2 separate regions of the Arabidopsis thaliana genome follow, and region 2 is linked to region 1. Evidence: chromatin contacts called from public targeted proximity ligation data. All regions are on one chromosome and are shown on one strand. The core of a region is the stretch at or near the end of the contact, and the rest is flanking DNA. Distances in the headings are between cores, read along the strand shown.

Region 1 (4,384 bases), core at 384-2,883:
CGGCAGTGATGGGTTCTAGGTGACTTGGGTTTGGAGCAGTAGTTACAAAAGGTATAGTTGTTAAGTGCACCATTCCCTACTCCAGGGTGGGTTCCATAAAGAATATTTGTTGGCTTCCCGGCACATTTAAAAGCAACGAGAATAAATGTTGAGAGCGTTGATATCGCCAGAGTCGCTGTTGTAACAGAATGGAAAATTCCGCAAGCCAAGCTGATCGAAAACAAGACGGGATATGCAGCCCAAATCCCACCACCTGAAGTTTTTTTTATCCAAAAGAGTATTTAGCAGGGAACGAAATATAATTTTCAAAATTATGGTTTACTTATTCAGAGGGACTTACATATCACAAAGAGCATAAAAACTGCAAGAATAACGACAAAACACCGGTCACGGAAACGTCTCAACCCAAAGCTTTTGGTTTCAGGTCTGACTGGATTCTGATTCGTGATTGCACCACACCATCCACACTTAAAAACAGGTGCATATGATGGAAGAACAAGGTTTAGCCCACAGCCCCAACAAATTGCTTCATAATCCTCATTTATGGTTGCAACAAAACTCCCCTAGAGAAAAAAAAAGCAAACAGTTATAAAGCTATTTCACAGTTATCTCTGTTAAACCTATGCTGCAAGAAAACAGTCCCACTATGCAAGGGTCACTCTACTATTAGATGACCACAATGTGTAAACACTAACACAATCCAGCTTCATGATTGCCTACACTGTATTATGTTCTCTTGAACAGTTCTCTACTAGCTACCAATGATTGAGAGGTTAAAACGTTCCCTTTCTTTACCATTCACTAAGCAAGTATTATGAAAAGAGAAAGCTCAAGTAAAAAGGTTTTGCATCACATATATAATGCCAGATTTGATATCAACTTGATCTCCTAAGTCCTAAATCACTAAATCAAGCAAGCATGCTGAAACTGGCCAATAATTTCAAGATACACTAAGGCATAACAAGATGAAATCGTTAAGACTATGTAGTGAAGATGGGTGAGACTAGAGAGAGAAGGATCTACTAACCTGGGAAGAATCTTCCATAGCTGGTTACAAGAAAGGTTTCTTCAGAAGATTTGATGAGAGTTAACAATCACCAACTCAAAGAAAACCAAAAAGCTCTTTTTTTTTGTAATGAAATCAAAAGAATCAACCAAAAACTTGTTTTCCTCTAGCTTTGAATATCCTAAAACAATGGACTACGTGTCAATTTCAGAAGAAACCCCATCCATTCATCTGCTAATCGATGAAACAGGTCTCGCTGAATCATCCGTGAGAATATACTAAATCTCTAATCATGGGCAACGAACAGAACTATCAGCTCCCTCAAAGCTACTCTCTTTACACAAAGATCTGACAGATTGTTTTCGGATCAATCTGAAATTGCTTGACCACGACGACACAAAGCATCAGATTCTTCACAAGTGATTTTGCGTTGACCGTCTTTAACATTCACGAAATAAAATGAGAGCCTCCTCTATTTCTCCCTCTAATTTTAGAAATCAATCTACCGATACCCCACCGTTGGCGAGTGGCGACGGCTATTGCAACAGTAAACACCGGCAAATTTTGATCGGAAGTAATGAAGAAGAGAAGAAGCTTTTGAACACATTGGCGAGAAATGATTAATTCTTAATATTTTGCATATCACTCCCATTATTTTATTCTTTTTTTAATTCCTTCTATAATGTATCTTTTAATCTTATTTTAACCAGCCGTGTAAATGTAAATTTTGACACATGTAAAATTTACAAAACTTGGGAGTCAAGTGTCTAGAGAATCACATTAAATGGTAAGTTATCTTTTGTCCAAAAAAAAAACAAATGGTAAGTTAACATATCGCTTGAAACGTGGACGGTTCAGATTAAGTTTCACATATAAGGAAAAAGGAATATCAAAATAAAAAGACCGACACTTCAATTTCCCAAAAATTCAGAAGCCAATCTCTCTCTACCTATAAATAACAAATCTCCCGTGGAAAAAAGCAAAAACCCTACACGCGAAAACTTTTAAGCTTCTCGTAAACCTAGCTGGTAGCTGCTACACCAGTTTCGCTTGTGATCAGGATCTATGGGCAAGTCTAGTAAGAAATCCGTCACCGAAGTAATCATCTTTCTCCTTCTACTTCTTCTTCTTCTTCTTGTTACTCTTTTGAGTGTGAAGATTATCGAATCTAAAACTCTGTTTTTTCCAGGTTGAAACACCTGCTTCAATGACAAAGCCACTCAAGAAAGGTTCAATTTTCTTCTTTTTGACGATTTAGGATTTTGCTGTTAATTGGAGTATGTTGAACGAGAGTGTTGGAATTAGTTGTGCTTTGTTTCTTTATGCCTTCTCAAGAATTAGGTTCTCAAAACCATATTCTATTTTGAATTTTTCTTAGGTAAGAGAGATGCGGAAGAGGATTTGGACATGCAAGTTACGAAGAAGCAGAAGAAAGAGTTGATTGATGTTGTTCAGAAGGAGAAAGCTGAGAAAACGGTACCTAAGAAGGTAGAGAGTAGCAGTTCTGACGCTTCTGATTCTGATGAAGAGGAGAAGGTGTAGCTTCAATCTCATAGTTTAATTAGTTTAGAGTAATATGACAAAGTTTAGTTATTTTGAGTTTAAGATTGTGTACAATGTTCTGTCTATACTCATCTTGTTCCTCTAATTCTCCTTTTTAGACTAAGGAAACTCCATCTAAGTTGAAGGATGAGTCTTCTTCTGAAGAGGAGGATGACTCTTCTTCAGATGAGGAAATTGCGCCTGCGAAGAAGCGACCAGAACCTATTAAGAAGGCTAAGGTAGAGAGCAGCTCATCTGATGATGATTCTACTTCAGACGAGGTATTAGTTGCTTCTGCATCACTACACGTTATCTCAAGCGTAGAGGAATCTCGTAAGCTTACTTTGCAGTTTGTTTGTTAGGAAACTGCCCCTGTGAAGAAGCAACCAGCAGTCCTTGAGAAGGCTAAGGTAGAGAGCAGCTCATCTGATGATGATTCTTCTTCAGACGAGGTATTAGTTGCTTCTGCATCACTTCACGTTAGCTCAAGCTTAGAGTAATCTCGTAAGCTTACTTTGCAATATTTGTGTGTTAGGAAACTGTCCCTGTGAAGAAGCAACCAGCAGTCCTTGAGAAGGCTAAGATAGAGAGCAGCTCATCTGATGATGATTCTTCTTCAGACGAGGTATGAGTTACTTCATCATTAGTACACGTTAACTCAAGCTTAGATGAATGTCGTAAGCTAACTTTGCAATATTTGTGTGTTAGGAAACTGTCCCTATGAAGAAGCAAACAGCAGTCCTTGAGAAGGCTAAGGCAGAGAGCAGTTCATCCGACGATGGATCTTCTTCGGACGAGGTAAGAGTTATGTTACACATGGTAGCTCAATTTGACAACATAATACATATGCTTACCTTTAAAAAAACATGTTAGGAACCCACCCCTGCAAAGAAAGAACCAATCGTTGTTAAGAAAGACAGCTCAGATGAATCTTCTTCAGATGAGGTATGTTGCATCTTTACATGTTACCTCAAGCTTAGGAGGAATTTCATAAGCTTAATCTGAAATTTGTGTTTGATAAAATTTTATCAGGAAACCCCCGTTGTGAAGAAGAAGCCAACAACAGTTGTTAAGGATGCCAAGGCAGAAAGCAGTTCATCAGAGGAGGAATCTTCTTCGGACGATGTGAGAATTGCGTTATACATGTTATTCACTCAATGGTAAAGTAAATCATTTTACTTACTTTGAGATTTGTTTTTTATCAAACGTAATCAGGAACCAACACCTGCCAAGAAGCCAACAGTTGTTAAGAATGCTAAACCAGCTGCAAAAGATTCATCATCCTCAGAGGAAGATTCTGATGAGGAGGTTTGTTTTATTTCTCAAGATTGAATATTTTTAATGACTTGTGATTAGTTTTATATTCTATACACTAAATATTTCATATTATTTTCCTACTTTCAGGAAAGTGATGATGAAAAACCTCCTACGAAGAAGGCTAAAGTTTCATCAAAAACTTCTAAACAAGAAAGCTCTAGTGATGAATCTAGTGATGAATCTGATAAGGAGGAGAGTAAAGATGAGAAAGTGACACCAAAGAAAAAGGTACCAATAATGTTACTTCTCAGATTTCTCTATAGAGTGTTTATAAATAATATATGTTCTAACCTTTTAATGAAACCAGGATTCTGATGTTGAAATGGTGGATGCAGAGCAGAAATCTAATGCAAAGCAGGTAAAAACTCCATACAGTAAAATTTTGTCAAGAATTTTATTCCTTTAGTTATGATTATTATTTGGTTAACACGTTTTATGTAATAACGTTTTTATGTGGTTATAACGTTTAAATGTTATGTGTTTATATATTACAGCCGAAGACACCTACTAATCAGACTC
Region 2 (4,888 bases), core at 1,511-4,010, 51 kb before region 1:
CAACAACAATTCAGAAGGAGCTAAAGCAGAACAGATCATATTTGAGTTCTTTGCTAAAAGCCTTCACATCATTCTCGAATCAAGGACTCCTTTTATGTCTTCAAGGAACTTTAGTGGTGAGCAGATGATTTGTTCTCCTTCCTCATCTTCTTCCTCTTCCTCGAGTGTTAGACCTCGAGACAAATGGTTCAATCTAGCTCTTAGGGAATGTCCTGCAGCTTTAGAGAGTTTCGATATCGGGCGGAGAAGCAGTCTTGAGCCTTTGGTTGTTGATGTTGTTCTTGTGGTGAGGCCACTTGTTGGTGATCAGTCTGGTAAAAGGGAGCTTATCAGGAACTTCTCCGGGAAAGATTATCAGTCTGGTTGGAATTCTGATCAAGATGAATTGGGATGTGAGACTAAGAACGAGCAGATTATTGAGAGATGGGTGGTGCAATATGATAATAGGAAGATCAGGGAATCTGTTACTACTAGTAGCAGGAGGTCAAGCAGTAATAAGTTGCAAGTGATGTATAAGAAAGCTACTCTGCTGCTTAGATCATTGTTTGTCATGGTTAGGCTTTTACCTGCTTATAAGATTTTTCGGGAACTCAATTCCTCGGGGCAGATCTTCAAGTTCAAGCTTGTTCCTAGGGTCCCTTCTATAGTTGAGCCATTCACTCGTAAAGAAGAAGCAGAAATGCAGAAGTTTTCTTTCACACCGGTTGAAACGATCTGTGGTAGACTTTGCTTATCGGTTTTATATCGTTCTCTCTCAGATGTCAGTTGCGAACACTCTACACCTATGTCTCCAACATTTATAACCGATTATGTTGGAAGTCCCTTGGCTGATCCTTTAAAGAGGTTCCCTTCCCTTCCTCTTTCATATGGTTCTCCTCCATTGCTGCCATTTCAAAGGCGCCATAGCTGGAGTTTCGATCGTTACAAGGCATCTCCACCTTCTGTTTCTTGCTCACCATCGCCTACACGCTCGGATTCACATGCATTGGTTTCACATCCTTGCTCTCGTCATCTTCCTCCTCACCCTTCTGATATACCCACTGGTCGTAGGAAGGAAAGCTACCCCGAAGAGTATTCTCCTTGTCAAGATTTCTCCCCTCCTCCTTCTCCTTCAGCACCAAAACACGCCGTCCCAAGAGGCATCACACGTACTGAAAGTGCTCCAGTCAGAATACCAGCTCCAACTTTCCAGTCCAAAGAAAACGTTGTGGCACCTTCTGCTCATCTGAAGTTGTCGAGACACGCTTCGTTGAAGCCTGTGAGAAACTTGGGTCCTGGTGAATCTGGAGCAGCAATAGATAAGGTAAACGTACTCCACATGTCTTATCTTTTATCTGTTTTCTTGATCATGTGACTTAACGAGTTAAACTGATATTCATTATCCTTCTAGCTGTTTCTTTATGGGAGAGATGACTTTAGAAGACCTTCTGGGGTGAGGCCGTCTTCCAGCAGTTCTCCGCGGATATCATTTTCCCGGAGTTCCAGTAGATCTTTCCAAGACGATTTTGATGATCCTGATTTCCCTTGCCCATTTGATGTTGAGTATGATGATATTACAGATCGGAATAGCAGGTATGGTCTTAAAAACCTTACATATCTCATTTTCTCCTTTCCAATTTATCTACAGCCCAAGCATTTAATATTTTGATTGCTTTAGGTTGTCCTTCTAAGTGGATAGCTATTATATTTCAAAACCAATTGACTTTCTAAATAAGTGATTTACTAATCCTGGCCTCTTATGCTAATCAGTAGGGCTTAAGAAGCTAGTTCATGTTCTTTCTTTCTTTGAGATTTTACAGCCATAAGACCGAAATGGTTACTGTAATGCTTCTGTATCTGTGTAGCTTCGATCAATCTTGGGGTATTCTTGTACTGATCTTTTAAAAAGAAGAAAGAGAACTGTTTAGTAGAGAAACCAAGAAATCGTAACTCTTCTCTATCACTAATATCATGATATATTTGGGGATAATAAGTTAATCATATAATGACTTGAAATGGTTCGTCTCAAGGTTTCTGATTCAGTTCTTGAGACTTTGTTTTGTAACTGTTTCCAGTAGAAGAAACTGATTTTTGGTTTACTGCCTTATTTCAGACCAGGGTCGTTTGACCACAGAGGAGACATACATGAACCATTCGATTCAAGCGGGTCATACCCGAAGAAGTCCCAAGATGCTGCAGTTGGTGCCCTTGTGAGAATGCTGAAGAAAGCGCCACCTCTCAGACAAGATGTCTCTGAATCTTCCAGACCTGAAATTTGCTCGAACAACAACAAACCCGCAGGGGCTCATGAGATAGCAGTAGCGTCTATCACAGCCTCGGGGATTGCTCTGGCCTCAAAGACAACAGCTGATGCTTTGGAAGAGTTGAGGTCTTACAAAGAAATGAAGAATCATTTGTTGCTTGGTCAATCCACATCAAACCCTTCCTCGGTTACTATTACTTCACCCTTTGATGTTTGATGTTTCAGAATCTTGACCCATTTTGGGTTTCGGTTTGTTTTTTTTTTTTTTTTTTTTTCATATAATGTGTGCCTATGTAAATAATATTAAGCTCTCTACTCTTTGGATGATATTGGTCCATGTAAATAAACTTATACCCAGGAAAAAAAGAAAAAAAATTCCATGTAAATAAAATGGTAAACATATGTTAACTACTATTTATAATCATTACAAAGCTTTCATTTGTTGTCAACTAATATGAAAGCTTTCTACAATTTCTTATTTCATTTTCCAAATCAAATTTAAGAACTCTCAGACAAAAATAATATATATAGCAACACGATGTCGTTTTCACTAAAAAAAACTTAACAACACGTCGCCGTTTGGTAATGACCCAATCGGCGAAATCTGAGAAGACTAAAACCCTAAGGTAAACCTGAGAGAACAAGCCAGAGCTAATCTCTTGTCGGAAGGAAGAAGGATCAAAAATGCCGCTCTACGACTGTATGCTTCTGTTCAAGCCTATAATCAGGAAGGAGGGCCTCATCGACCTCGTTGCGCGCATTGGTAAACACGTTTACAGCAGAAATGGCGTCCTCACCGAGATCAAATCCTTTGGCAAGGTCGAATTGGGTTACGGTATTAGAAAGCTCGACGGAAGACACTATCAGGTATTCAATTTCGTTAGTTTTCTTACTGAATCGATGGTTTATGAGTCCGTAGAGTTTGTTTGATCAGGATTTTCTCCAGGCCGATTCAATGGTATTAGCATTTTAGTTTAGGTTTGTGTTAGCTTTGTCTTTTTCATCTTTCTGATCGATTCTTATGGTTAGATAGCTAGATTTTGGGAATTTATACAGTCATTTTACTCAAATGCTTGCTACGACCATGGACTGATACTTCTTTCGCCCAGATTACTTACGCTTAGTTTAACTTTCAGTTGGATTCTTGAAGCAAAATCATCATATTGTTACTAGTAAAGGTTGTTTTTGCGTGATTTTGTCTACCCGATTTATAAAATCCTGATGAGGATAACAGAACAGTAGGATTCTAGAATGGTTCCTATCTTAGTCAATTGTTCAAAGAGCTTGATTTTGCTTTGGATCTTCAGTGTGGAGTTTGATTATTAGTTTGATGCTATAACCGTAGATAGATAAGCAATCTTATTATTAGCATTATGTTTTAGGTTGGCCTTTCGAAAAAGCTTTGTGTCTTGTAACTTTCTGATTGATTCTTATGGTTAAATAGCTGGACTTGGGGGAAATTATGCGGTCTTGTACACAAATACTGGCTACGATCCTGAAGTGATACTTGTTTTGTGATTTCTTACTAGTCACAAACGTTGCGTTTAGTCTATGGTATTTTGTAGATTTTCATTTCCTCGACAGTGTTTCCTTTCGAACTTAAGATTCCAGAAAATCCTGATGAGGGTAATACAACAGCTAGGATTCTAGATAAGTTCTTATCTACTGAATTGTCCAAAGAATTTGATTGTGCTTTGGATCTTCAGTTTGAAATTTGATTACTTGTAAGATAACCTGGTACAAATAATCGCAGCTTTCGCTTATACATTTTCTTCAAACTGTTTCTGTTATTAGACAATTTGGCTATATAGGAACAGAAGGAGAATATATAATTCATACATACCTAGGAAGTAACGGGATACATTTGTTTCGATCAACTATAGATGTAGGATTATCATATGTTTTGAGAGTATCAGTACAAAAGCTTTAAACATCAATCTCCTATGTATTTTTGATAGAATCTGCAGAGAGTGAAAATTGAACATCCACTTTTATTAGCTTTCCTCTCTTACTAATCTGCAGAGTCATGCGTTTGCTAAGTGTTTTCTGCCTTCATATCGGGTGAATGTTTTGCAGGGACAATTGATGCAGATAACAATGATGACAACTCCAAACATGAACAAGGAGCTTCACTACCTGAACAAGGAAGACAAACTGCTGCGCTGGCTCTTAGTTAAACACCGTGACATCAAGATTGGACAGTCGGAAAAGGAAGATAGTCTGACTGTGCCTAACAGACTCACTAGTGGGAGCTTATATGATGGATCCTCCTCGGACGAAGATGACAACAACATTTTAGGGTTATCACGATGAGGAAATCAATTTCTTTGAAATGTTTACTCAGACAATTTCTTCATGGGAGTCCCCTTCAATGGTTATGAATGTTTTTGGTTACATGAAGTGGTGGTATGCGTTTTGCGTAGACAATGAAATAAATTAATTTTATGTAATAATAATTTTTAGGTAAATTGAACTAAATTTCATGTGTTTTATTGTTTTCGCTATTTTCCTAGTGGATATTCAACGTCATCAATTGGGTTGACAACCCCGAATTAAATGCCACGTGTATTGACACGTCATATTTGCATGGGGAGAGCGTTTCTCTGTTTTTAGGACTTGGAAAAATTATCATTTCTAAAAATTAAT

The links.
Region 2: a contact with region 1 is called in a targeted proximity ligation map of shoot, with 10 read pairs. A contact is called at or near these places in 11 of 26 Hi-C or Micro-C datasets (callus, cotyledon, leaf and 4 more), 1 of 2 datasets of targeted methods (shoot) and 1 of 3 other capture datasets (seedling).

The regions. Positions count from the first base shown.
Region 1 is chr3:6,405,510-6,409,893 of TAIR10.1, reverse strand. AT3G18620 (DHHC-type zinc finger family protein) reads right to left here and starts at 1,633. Exons shown (of 4, transcript NM_112748.4): 1 at 1,028-1,633; 2 at 341-563; 3 at 1-253. The coding sequence starts at 1,045. It overlaps NUC-L2 (nucleolin like 2), which reads left to right and starts at 1,948. Exons shown (of 16, transcript NM_001338347.1): 1 at 1,948-2,104; 2 at 2,196-2,235; 3 at 2,385-2,542; 4 at 2,668-2,829; 5 at 3,257-3,346; 6 at 3,422-3,493; 7 at 3,581-3,673; 8 at 3,764-3,856; 9 at 3,953-4,093; 10 at 4,173-4,223; 11 at 4,360-4,384. The coding sequence starts at 2,072.
Region 2 is chr3:6,457,597-6,462,484 of TAIR10.1, reverse strand. It overlaps AT3G18760 (Translation elongation factor EF1B/ribosomal protein S6 family protein), which reads left to right and starts at 2,760. Exons shown (of 2, transcript NM_112762.3): 1 at 2,760-3,109; 2 at 4,319-4,808. The coding sequence starts at 2,927. The coding sequence ends at 4,555. It overlaps AT3G18770 (Autophagy-related protein 13), which reads left to right. Exons shown (of 4, transcript NM_112763.5): 2 at 1-1,303; 3 at 1,391-1,572; 4 at 2,093-2,669. The coding sequence ends at 2,459. It also overlaps a transcript of WNK6 not described here.